Linked DNA regions of Mus musculus: regions 1 and 2 are each linked to region 3. Evidence: chromatin contacts called from public Micro-C and promoter capture Hi-C data. All regions are on one chromosome and are shown on one strand. The core of a region is the stretch at or near the end of the contact, and the rest is flanking DNA. Distances in the headings are between cores, read along the strand shown.

Region 1 (3,583 bases), core at 349-2,848, 310 kb before region 3:
CATTTGAGTGATTTTCAGCCACAAGACAGCATCTGCTCCCTTTATACCCATGTGTGTGGCATTCTTCACCTTATTAACTGTTCCTATGCATAGCATATTCCGTTGTAGGGGCATAGTGTATTGCTGTAGAACTGGGTGTAGCTAAGAGGAAAAAGAATTTAGAAAAGCTATTGAGATTTAGATTTGTAAAGATTTAGATGTAGAGACCCATAACTATTCATCCAACTTGTGGGAAAAGCCTTTTTCACCATCATTCCTTGAACACACCTGGTGTTATAAAACTGAATCCATAAGACTACATTCAGACAAAGTCATTGATGTTAAGCCAGTCCTTATTTTCATAGAATTCTGGAAGCTATCACAAATTTAAAATATTGTGGTCCCGGTTATTTAAGTCTAATCATAGAACTCAGGACGTGTAGCTGTAATTTTTTTAAGGCCTGTGTTTGAGGCTCAGATTACAAGACTGCTACACTAGACATTATGTAGTTTGCAAGAATGCCCTGTACCTACATCTAGGTTTGGTGTCATCTTCCCTCAGGAATGTAATAGCTGATTGACTGAATAAAGAGAACATGATAAACAAGGTTTGAGGACTGGGATTGTTGTTCAATTGGTAGTAGGCTTGCCTGGTCTGTGAGGTACAGGGGATCGAGCCCAATCTTTGTGAATATACATAAAGACCAAGAAGTCAATTCGCTGACACTGATATCTTTCATATAAATTTGTACCTCAGAGGCAGTTAATCCTGAACCTTAAGATTAAATGTACGTATTACAAGCAGGTCATCTGTCAGACACATTGGACTTGCTTTTCTTATCCTTTAGATTTTTCCCTATTCTGTTTCATAGGAGCGAGCATTCGCCTTGCAACTCTGGGAAATTACAGCTGTGAGAGCGCTGTGCCCATCGCGGATTCCGATCACTTTTCAAGTCTTACAAGCGCTACTGAGTTTGGACAAATAAATTCGCTTCTCGGGTGGGTTTGGTTTCTTCTGGGATACGTGAGAACTAAAAGTGAAGCCATAACTTAACGCCTGCATAAGGAGCTAATATCCTTGAGGCGGCCCCTCGGCTTCAGACCCCTGCAGATTCTGCTGACCCCGGGAAGCCTCGACGTCAATGCCCAGGTACCGTTACAGGCTAACGCTCCACCCACTGCGGGGGGCGGGGCGGGGCGGGGGCGGGGCGGAGGGCTGCAGTTTCCGGCGGCGAATGGCTGTACGGCGCGTGGCGCTCCCGCCGGCCTCAGCTCGTGCTTGCCCACGAGCCGCTGCGTCGCGCGTCAGCCCCTCGCTCCCCGCCGCCTGCGAGGGGGCTGCGCGAGCGTTGCAGGGCATGCTGGGAAGGGAGGCGTTCCGAGCGGGGGGAGGGGAACACTTGGAATTCTGCGTGCCGCGCCAGGGGAGGCGAGCGTCCTTCCTGGAGATTGGCCCGTGCTCTGGAGAAGCCTGTCACTTCAGACCGTGGGCGGGCCCATCGGGGCCACTCAGGTTTTCATTGGCCGAGGGAGGCTGCGACTCTCTGGGAGAGTTTCCTCCTGTAGAGTTCCGGCTTGCTTTGCTCCCGCCGCGAGGTGCGTGGCCCGGAAGTGACGCACGGTCCTGGCCGGCGGGGCCGCCCAGCCCCCGCTTCCTTTCACGCTCTCGGTGGCCGTAGGTGGTCGCGGCCACCGCAGCCGGGCGGGAGGTTGCGACGGCCAGTAATGCCCGGGAAACTCCTCTGGGGAGACATAATGGAGCTCGAGGCACCCTTGGAAGAGTCCGAGAGCCAGAGGAAGGAGCGGCAAAAGGTGTGCTGCGGCTGGGCCGCGCCTCCCTCGGGCTGCGCTGGCCTGGGCGGGGAGGGGAGCTGTCTAGGAAGGGGAAAGACCTGTCAGGACCGGGGGCGAGTTTCCGAGGGACAGCTTCCCCTTCGCCGAGCTCAGCCCTCCGAGGTCCCAGGGACCATTCCCCATCGCCGCACTCCCGGACCTGGAGGAGAACGGCCCGGCTTCCGTGGTACTTCAGCCCCACGTCGGCCTCTGCGCCCGGATCTCTCCCGAGAGATGGGCAGACTTGAGCTCCCATCGCCGTGGAATCTGCTCGTGTTCCCTTTCTTAGGCGGCGAGTCCCTTCATTTGGTTTTCCGGGGCCTTCGAAGAGTTGAGACAGAGATGATGATGGCTTTGCCTATGTGTTGCCTCCCGGTCGCGGTGTCGTGTCTGCAGCAGTCTCGGGAAAAGCTATCCTAGGGGGTTACAATCCTCCATGATTGGGTAATAGAGGCTTAAGGAACAGTGTCAAAGCCAGGCTTGCCAGGGGTTGGCTGTGATGGAGTTCGTGGGGGTTGTATTACGAATAGCCCTTACTGTCAGTATTTTCAATCCACTGTGGTTTTTATTGAGGCTAATCGTGCCAGACTCTTAGCTGAGGACCGAGGAGATAAAACTAATTAAGTATGCAGAATAGTCCCTGCCCACCAGGAGCCTGTAGAGGTTCTATCCCCACCTCCGTCCAAGACATTAAGAAAGAAAGAAAGAAAGAAAGAAAGAAAGAAAGAAAGAAAGAACCCGAAAAATAGAGGATCTTATGGTGTTAAGAAAAAATGCAGAGGTAAAATTTTTACTGGAGACATTTGACCTGGAGAAAGAAAGCTGAATGAGGATGAAAATGACTGTGGGAAAGATGACACTTGATAAAATATTTACTCTGTAGAGTGCTAGAGATGAGGAAACACCCCCTAGGACCTACCACGAAGGTAAATTTTAAATTCTAGCCACCCTTTTATGTCACCTTCCCAGTGGGCATTGAAGTGAGGCCACCACTATGCCCGACAAATGCCCAGCGTTGAGCTCTATTCCCAACTCTCGTTTTTCTGTTTTTGTAGAACGTACTAAATTTGGAATTTACATTTGAGAGTTCCATTTTTCAGTGCTGGGGTTTAAATTCGACCATGGCTCAAGGTTTATTTTTTTTATACCATTTTAAGCGTGTGACTTGATGTCATTATAATAGAATTGTGCTGTCACGACCACCGTGATCTCTAGAACCTTTTCATCTTCCCAAGCCAAAGCTCTTTGCCCCTTTGAATTTTACTACTGTAGGCTTCTAGGGTAGACTATAAATGTAACCTCAAGCCGTTATTTTAGTTTTATATTTAATTTAGTTTGTCTTGAATAACCTTGCATACCTAAATCCTGCTTCTGACATGGTCTAGGTAATGTTTCTTTCTAACCATACTTGTATAGTATGAGATAAAAACATTACCTCATTTGCCTTCGAAGGCTTGTTCTACTGTTATCTTGTGATTGGCAGTTTTATGTGCTCCTTGTAAAGTTAGCTTATATATATATATATATATATATATATATATATATATATATATATATATATATATATATAAAATCTTGAAATAGTTTCCAAAGATTCTTGAGGAAAGTTATTATATCTTTGTGCATCCTTACATTTCACTATGTTTTTATATATTGGTAGCTTTCATATTGTAAATTCTCCAGAAATAATATACTTATTGATTGCCCTTCATGAAAAAGAAGTAGACATTTGGAAATGGAATGGAATACCAAATAGCAGAAATAGAATATT
Region 2 (3,675 bases), core at 843-3,342, 430 kb after region 3:
CAGCCTCAGGTTGAAGGGCTCCTGGGGCAGGATCCATGGTTCTCAACCTGTGGGTCTCGACCCCCTAGAAGGTTGAGTGAGCCTTTCACAAGGGATCACCTAAGACCCTGCATATCAGATGTTTTACATCACAATTCATAACAGTAGCAAAATTACAGTTATGAAGTTGCAATGAAAATAATTGGTTGGGATCACCAGTATTAAAAGCTCAAAGCGTTAGGAAGGTTGAGGACCACTGGTCTAGACAGACAGAAGCCTGGGTTAGTAAAGAGCATCCTGAATTAGGATGGACATGGACACAGGGCTGCCCTCCTCTTCTTACCGCTAACATCCCACCTCCAACATGATTCCACCGCTATCTCTGCTGGCTTTGGCTGGGACCCTCGCTGCTGTGCTGGCATTCGCCTTAAGCATGACTGTGACATCTGTGTATGGATTTGCATGGCTGGAGCAAGCATGGAGTTGGGGGTACCCAGAGTTTTGCTAGTACCCACACCCTGCTGGGCTGTGAACCAAAGGGCCTTCACACACCAGCTCATTAGGCCCTCGAGTGAACTGTCTAAGCAGAGGTACAATCTCCATCCCACCCCACCCCCACCCCACCCCCAGCACTCCCAGGAGAAGAAGCCCAGGCTCTGAAGGTAAATGTCTTTCTCAAGGTTACACATTAGGAAATGAGGAAGCAAACACTTGATTACAGGCAACCAGGCTGCAAACTTGTATCCTTGACCAGGGGTGGTCCACCCCTAGCATCAGAGCTGAAAGAAGGAGCTGACTTTAAACGGATGCCTCAGAGGCCTAGAACATTCTAGAGCTTGGTTCAAGAGCTCCATGCAACCTGTGAGTTGTGAGGCCACCTCTGTGGTACTGGAGGAGGGGGTGGGGTGGGGTGTTGTCACATCAGTTGATGTCATTTTATCCAACATTTACCCTATTCCTAGCATAGGCTTTCTCTAAGTGGTATCTCACAGGGACTTCAGCATCCTCAAAGCTCTTGTCCACTGCGCCCTCACCTGCCCCTCCATACACATACTCAGCAAGGCTTGGTACCCAGGAAGAGTGAAAAACCAGTCAGCGTGTACAGCTAGCAGTGTATGTTGGTTTTCAACATTTTAAGACCTGACAGCGTGTGGGAGTCTCGATCCTCTCCACAGAGTCCTCACACTGATTGCATACCAGGACACAGGGCACTTGCTTGCCCCCCAACCCACCCACCGTATCTGTTCCATCAGTCCATCCATTAGACACTGGGTCTGTCTATGCTGTCACTGGGTCCCACCCAGTTACCCTGCCATCCTTCCTGGAGCGATCATATTGGATGCACCTAAGTCTCACTATAGCCTTAATGATCCCCTTTAATGGGCAAAATCTACCCCGGAAGGAGGTGAAGTTGATTTTGTACCCAAGCCAACTGGCCTACCACCTTGCTCTTGGTTAGGTAAATGTTGGGAGTCCCCCCCACCCCCGCCAGCCCCCTGCTGGGTGCAGCAGCTGGCCTGCAGGAAGTTCTGCCTAGTGCAAAAAGTACTTCCGGCTCCTCCTTCCTGCCCTCCCTCATCGGAGCTTCCTGTGTGGTGGCAATGGGGAGAGGTAGGGGGGCCACCGGAAGCCTCCCACCTCCTGTGCAGAGCTCCTTTCCAGCCACTTTGGAACTTCTCACTGCTGGTGCTATTTTAAATGTGGATGGCCCATTTGGCTGCTCACTAGGGGGCCTGGCATAAGCCACTTGATAAGGACTGTAGTGTCCAATGACCAGGTGTGAAATTCCTGGGTCATTCCCATACGTCACCAGAGGTGGCACCACTGGCCTGTTGGGAGCTGCATGGAGGGAGGCTGCCCGCCACTGGAGTGACAAAGGAACCCCTGGCTGGGCATCCTGCTTTCTTTATACTCTGACTCGTCCAGCATCCTTGCTATGTTCACCTCCTACCACCTCTGCCCCTTTTTTTGTAATACTGGTGACTCAATGTAAGAGTTTAAGCATATGAGGCAAGCATCTTACCTCTTGAATTCAATCCTCAGCCCTCTTTAGACTTTATCTTTGAGATAGAATCTCACTGAGTTGTCCCTAGTTGGCCTTGAACTCAGCCTCTAGCTCAGACAGGCCTTGAACTTGTATTCTTCCTGCTTCAGTCTCCCAAGCAGCTGGGATTACATGCCTGAGCCACCCAAGCCCAGTCACCCCATTCTGTTTGTCCCGTGTCATCCTGCGTCCCCTCCCTTGTCTGCCCCCTCCTTTGCATGCCTCAAGCTTTCTCTGTTCCAGGAATGGGTACCCCTAATGGTTCCGATCTTACCTTACTTCACAAAGTTCTGTACTTGGGACTCAGAGGGACCTTCCGAGCCCCTGGGGTTCATGATCACAGACCTTGGGAACTTCTTCCCAGCCCCACCCATGGCCCTTTGGATTTGGCTAATTAGGAAGATTTTCTGACTGGGTTAGGGATCTCTCTCTCTCTCCCTCTCTCCCTCTCTCTCTCTCCCTCCCTCCCTCCTTCGCCCTCCCTTCCTTCCCCCCTGTCTCTCCTTCCCTCCCCCTACCTCCCACTTTTCACACACGCACCACTTGGACAGGATCCCTTGTTTCTTTCCTAGTGATGTAGACCAGCTGGACGTGCTTGCTGGCCGAGATGGCTGTCGCGTGTCTGCATCTGTGTCTTGTGCTGTGTTTCTTATTTCACAGTGATTTTTTTTTTTGTTCAGTTGCTGTGCCATTAGCATGGATTCCTGTTGTCCGTGTCTGTCTCTCATCCTCTTTTTTTCTCTCCCCGTCTCTCTTTTCCCTGTGCCCTGTGTTTCGTGGGGCTGCCTGTCCAGGGTATCAAAGGTCAACCAGGCGAGAAGGTGAGTCTTCACTGCCCCCTCTAACCCAGCCTTCTCTCTCACTGGAAGGCTTTTAAGCTAGCACTCTCTGAGCCCTGGTATGAAGCCCTGGGATTCCTAGGCAAGGCCTCAGCTGTCCCAGCTCAGTAAGCCTGTCCCTGCCTTACCTTAACCATATGCAAAGGCCCCCATTGCTCTCCTAGGGGCTATCACCCACCCCCATGAATAAAAGACTGCTTATCACTGCTCTGTAGCTGGGACTACCCAGGGGGACCCCAGAGTTACAGAGAGGACTTTCCACCCTGCCTGGGAAGCCAGGAGCCAGGTTAGGGGAGAGGACATCCAGAGAGAGCAGCCTGGTGGGTTCTGGGGATTTCAGAGCATAACTTATCCAATCAGAGGAGAGAGTATGGGGTTTGTCTGGAGTCCCCAGCAATAACGTGGGCAGGTTCCTGGTTCTCTGCTTTCCTTCCATCCTTGTAGACACTGGGCGTGTCAGTGTTGTCAGGATTGTGGATTGTTTTGTTCTGCTCTTTTTCTTTTTTCTTTTTGTGGGAAAGGGTTTTGGCTTGTAGCCTAGGCTAGCCTAGAAGTCATTGTGTAACTCAAGATGACATTAAATTTACAAAGATCTTCCCATCTTTACCTGCTGAGAACTGGAATTGCAGGCAGGAGACCTCCGACCTCCTCCCCACAACACACACAAACACACACAGAGTTACTGCACTGATATTGCAACAGAGTATCCCATCTCTAAAGTAGCGAATGCTGACTTTAGCCGAGGCTCCTCAGCGGTGGGCAGGCTGTATGGGCAGGCTGTAAGTGTTCTTTTCTAATGGCTCAGGTAATGCT
Region 3 (3,398 bases), core at 458-2,957:
AGCCACCTTAAATGTTCTTGTAATATTTCTAGCTAGACAGGCGAAAAACTGGGGTGGTAATGGTATTGGGAGCGGCAGTGAGTCTGACTTAGAGATGTGAATTAGGAAATAATGCTAAGCCTTAGTGCCTCTGTGTGTGTGTGTGTGTGTGTACTGAGTCACCTTGGTACAGGGGTTGGGGGAAGGGATAGCAGAGGTGCCTACCTGCCTATAAGTTTGGCCAGCTTTTTCCCAATTCTGGTTTGTTGGGTAAGGGTTGTATGGGGACAGATTATAGTGATAGCTGAAGGCTGAGTGAGGGGGCCGTGAGTCTAACACGGGGAGCAGAGAGATGGCCCATTCAACCTACAGAGCTCTGAGAAAACAAAACAACCCTCCATCCTCAAAGATGTCCCAGCCTTGAGAGCTGGCTGGCAGAACTACATTTGCAGAGTCGAATGCAGCTTAGAAGAACCATTTTGTCCTGACACTGGTGGCCATGTTGGTAGCGTTCGCCTGTGCATATGTGTGTGTGTGTGTGTTAGTTTGAGATTTATGTGGGCCTCAAATGCTAATCTTTTTGAGGGGAGATCCTATTAGGAAAATAATTTAAATACAACAGTTAGGCCCTCCCTGGGCCTGGAAATGGCGATATACAGGTTGCGCCCCCCCCCCCAAACTTTAACCTGTAGGCTCCCAAGTTCATTCTATGAGAGTACTTCCCACTTAATTTGTTAGACACAAGTGTTTATGCTCTTTCACAAAAATCATGGGGTGTAGACATCAGTAGTTACAGCTCCATCTTAGGGGTAAAGAAGTGACTGAGGACACATCTGCACCTGCCATTGGGCAGGGTGGGGATGTGTCCTGGATAGAGGTATCAGGTCTACCACCTCTTTCTCAGTGGGCAGTGGTGGCTGGAAGGGTCCTGGGGTACTTGAGGGGTGTTCCAGGCATGGGCTCCTAGCCCCCCAGGTGTGGGCTAGAAGTTAGCCTCTATAGTTCCCTCAGGACAGATGCTGCAGCCCTGGTCATGGGAACATGGCCTGCAAGGGAAGCTTAAGTAAGAGACACTGCATACAACGGCCAGGTCACCAGCACTGAAGCTAAGAAAACCCTGCCCGACTCCTGAGCAGCAACTGTAACGCATTGCCTCAGACTCCTCACCTGTAGAATCAGAGCCACTTCTGTATGTCAGAGTTCTTACTTGTCATAAGGTACAAATACGATTTCCCCTCAACCTGAGTCCTGAACAGTACCCCCAACCTCCCAGAACCCGGATGCCCAAGAGCTAGAGAAGGGTGGGAGGATCGGGACAGGCTGGGAATAGGCCAAAATTCCCACTCGGGGACCATGAGCTCTTACATGATGTCACAGGGGCAGGCGCTTTGGGTTTCGCTATGTGAACTCTGACAGGCTGTGGTGGGACTCCGAGCATCATCCTTAGATTTTGGATCCTCGATGGCAGGCAGGCACAGGGACCCAGTGCAAGATCTGTGAAGCCGCCTAGTTTCGGCTTCCGCTCTCTTTCCACGCCCACTTGTGTGCTTCCCCAACAGGGAGGATGGGAGGGGTGGGGGACGAGCCCTAATCTCCGAGGAAGGGGTGTGGCTCCGTTCGCGTTCTCCAGTTTGTGGTGTCCTGGATCTGTCCTCTGGTCCCCTCCAGATCGTGTCCCACACCCCACCCACTCTGGCTTGGCACTGTGCCACCACGCGTGACCGCGCGCTCCTTACGTGGGGAACGTGCAGGGTGATGCCTCCTTTCCGGCGCGGGAGGGAGCGGCCGTCATTCTCCTGCTCTGGCTGGGAAGCCCCAGCCATAGCGCGGCAGTGGCGCCTTGTAGCCAATGGGGACTGAGGAGGTGGGCCGGCTGGCGGTTGTCACCCTCCCGGGGACGGGAGCTCGGAGGTCTGGAGAGAGCAGGCAGACGCCCCGCCCAGGGACTGAGGGGGAGGAGCCAAGGGAGGAGGAGGTGGAGTCGCGGATCCGCCGCTGGAGGACCACTGCTCACCAGGGCTACTGAGGAGCCACTGGCCCCACACCTGCTTCTCCGCATCCCCCACCGTCAACATGATCGCCGCGCAACTACTGGCATATTACTTCACCGAGCTGAAGGATGACCAAGTCAAAAAGGTGAGCCCCGCCGGCGCCGCCCTGGCCACAGCCTTGCATTCCCGCATCCGCTCGCCACCGCCTGCATCCTCCCCCCGGCCTCTCCCGGCTAGACAGCATCTAGTTGGACTACAGGGTGCAGGCGACAGGCCTCATGCTGGGATTCACCCGGGCATTGTGGGCATGCGGGCGTGCTTGTGGTTTGAGGAGCTGGGCGGCCGGCTGAAGACCCCCCCCCTTCCTCCCACGGCTGGATTGCATACTGCAGTGTCCTTGAAAAGGACCATGGATGTCAGATGGGTACCCGCACGCAGTGCCGGGCTGAGACCTGTCTAGGTGGGGACCAGCTGGCCTGTCTATAGGCCTGTTTTGAAAGGTCCACGCGCGCCGTGGGCGGGGAAGGTGTGATCGCCGAGATAGGCTGGGGAGGTGAGTGAGCAGCTGGCGGGGGTGCTGGCTGGAAGCCAGGCATCCCATATTTGGGGTTCCCATTTGGAGAATACGATGCCCTCCTGAAACTGTCACTGGGCTCCCCCAGCTGTTGCAGCTGCTCCTTACTCTGAGGACGGGGTGACCCGCCTGGCTTTCCGGTGAGGGGAGGGGAGCAGAGGCCACCGGAAACTTTGCTCATAGGCCTCAGGTCGAGAACCGCACGTCTGAATGGAATTTTTTCTTCCTCTAAACCTGTAATTTCCAGGCAGTCTCAGCCTAGGAGCTCAAATAAGACACTTTAGTCACTTGAAGAGCTCGGAGGGGTTGGCATTCGTTCCTTGTGACTTGTGAGTTCTTGCACATGGACGCTGGGTCCTAGGGGTGATGTTCATCTAGTATAAAGTGCCGTCTGCTGGTGGGTCTTAAAGATGTACCTCACTTTTCTGCCACCATCAGTAAGACGGGATGTTTTTTTCCTGAGATAGACTAAGTTGGTTAGGAAAACACCTAGGACATTTTTATTTGTGCTATGGGTATGCCTTACCTACCCTAGGATAGGTTAATAGCATCATCACCCTGACAGACACTGGGACAAGAGGTACTATCTACAGGTGAGAGGCGGCAGTGACTAGGCTCTGTCCTTTCCTGGCCTGAGACTTCTCATCCTGCACCTTCAGAAGCAGTCTTACCGGGGACTGTGACCTCCTGAAGGTCACACAGCTGGTTAGAGGTGGAGTCTGGGCGGGGCTCTGACCCTCCTCCCACTCGAGAACTTGACCAAGACTCCCCCTGGGTGTCAGCTGAAGGGGAGGTGCTGAGAGACAAGACTGTTGGAGATGCAGCTCTTATCCTGAATAGGGACCAGGAATAGG

Evidence for each region. Hi-C and Micro-C count contacts between places; a contact is called where the count stands out from the background. Capture Hi-C pulls out chosen DNA fragments and counts their contacts.
Region 1: a promoter capture Hi-C map of adipose tissue shows a contact between it and region 3, with 2.7 times the contacts expected there. The contact joins the promoter of Ddx50 here to the promoter of Hk1 in region 3. A contact is called at or near these places in 8 of 484 Hi-C or Micro-C datasets (CD4 T cells, CD8 T cells, embryonic stem cells and 5 more), 4 of 115 datasets of contacts at active chromatin or transcription factors (double positive thymocytes, effector CD8 T cells, embryonic stem cells and 1 more) and 2 of 9 other capture datasets (adipose tissue and liver).
Region 2: a Micro-C map of embryonic stem cells shows a contact between it and region 3, with 4 times the contacts expected there. The contact joins the enhancer-like site here to the promoter of Hk1 in region 3. A contact is called at or near these places in 1 of 39 promoter capture datasets (cranial neural crest), 1 of 484 Hi-C or Micro-C datasets (embryonic stem cells) and 2 of 115 datasets of contacts at active chromatin or transcription factors (embryonic forebrain and embryonic stem cells).

What each region holds. Positions count from the first base shown.
Region 1 is chr10:62,649,233-62,652,815 of GRCm38.p6, reverse strand. Ddx50 (DExD box helicase 50) reads left to right here and starts at 1,598. Exons shown (of 15, transcript NM_053183.3): 1 at 1,598-1,791. The coding sequence starts at 1,705.
Region 2 is chr10:61,904,423-61,908,097 of GRCm38.p6, reverse strand. Col13a1 (collagen, type XIII, alpha 1) reads left to right here. Exons shown (of 41, transcript NM_007731.3): 6 at 2,818-2,844. Among named protein-coding and RNA genes, the nearest start is that of Gm30121, 9.9 kb to the left of the region's middle. Within about 2 kb of position 2,092, at least 49 of the 459 cell types and tissues checked have an H3K27ac peak or open chromatin away from gene starts, as enhancers often do. A contact at or near this core is called in embryonic stem cells, where this site is marked.
Region 3 is chr10:62,338,730-62,342,127 of GRCm38.p6, reverse strand. It overlaps Hk1 (hexokinase 1), which reads left to right and starts at 1,707. Exons shown (of 18, transcript NM_001146100.1): 1 at 1,707-2,115. The coding sequence starts at 2,053. It overlaps Hk1os (hexokinase 1, opposite strand), which reads right to left and starts at 1,894. Exons shown (of 3, transcript NR_168630.1): 1 at 1,716-1,894.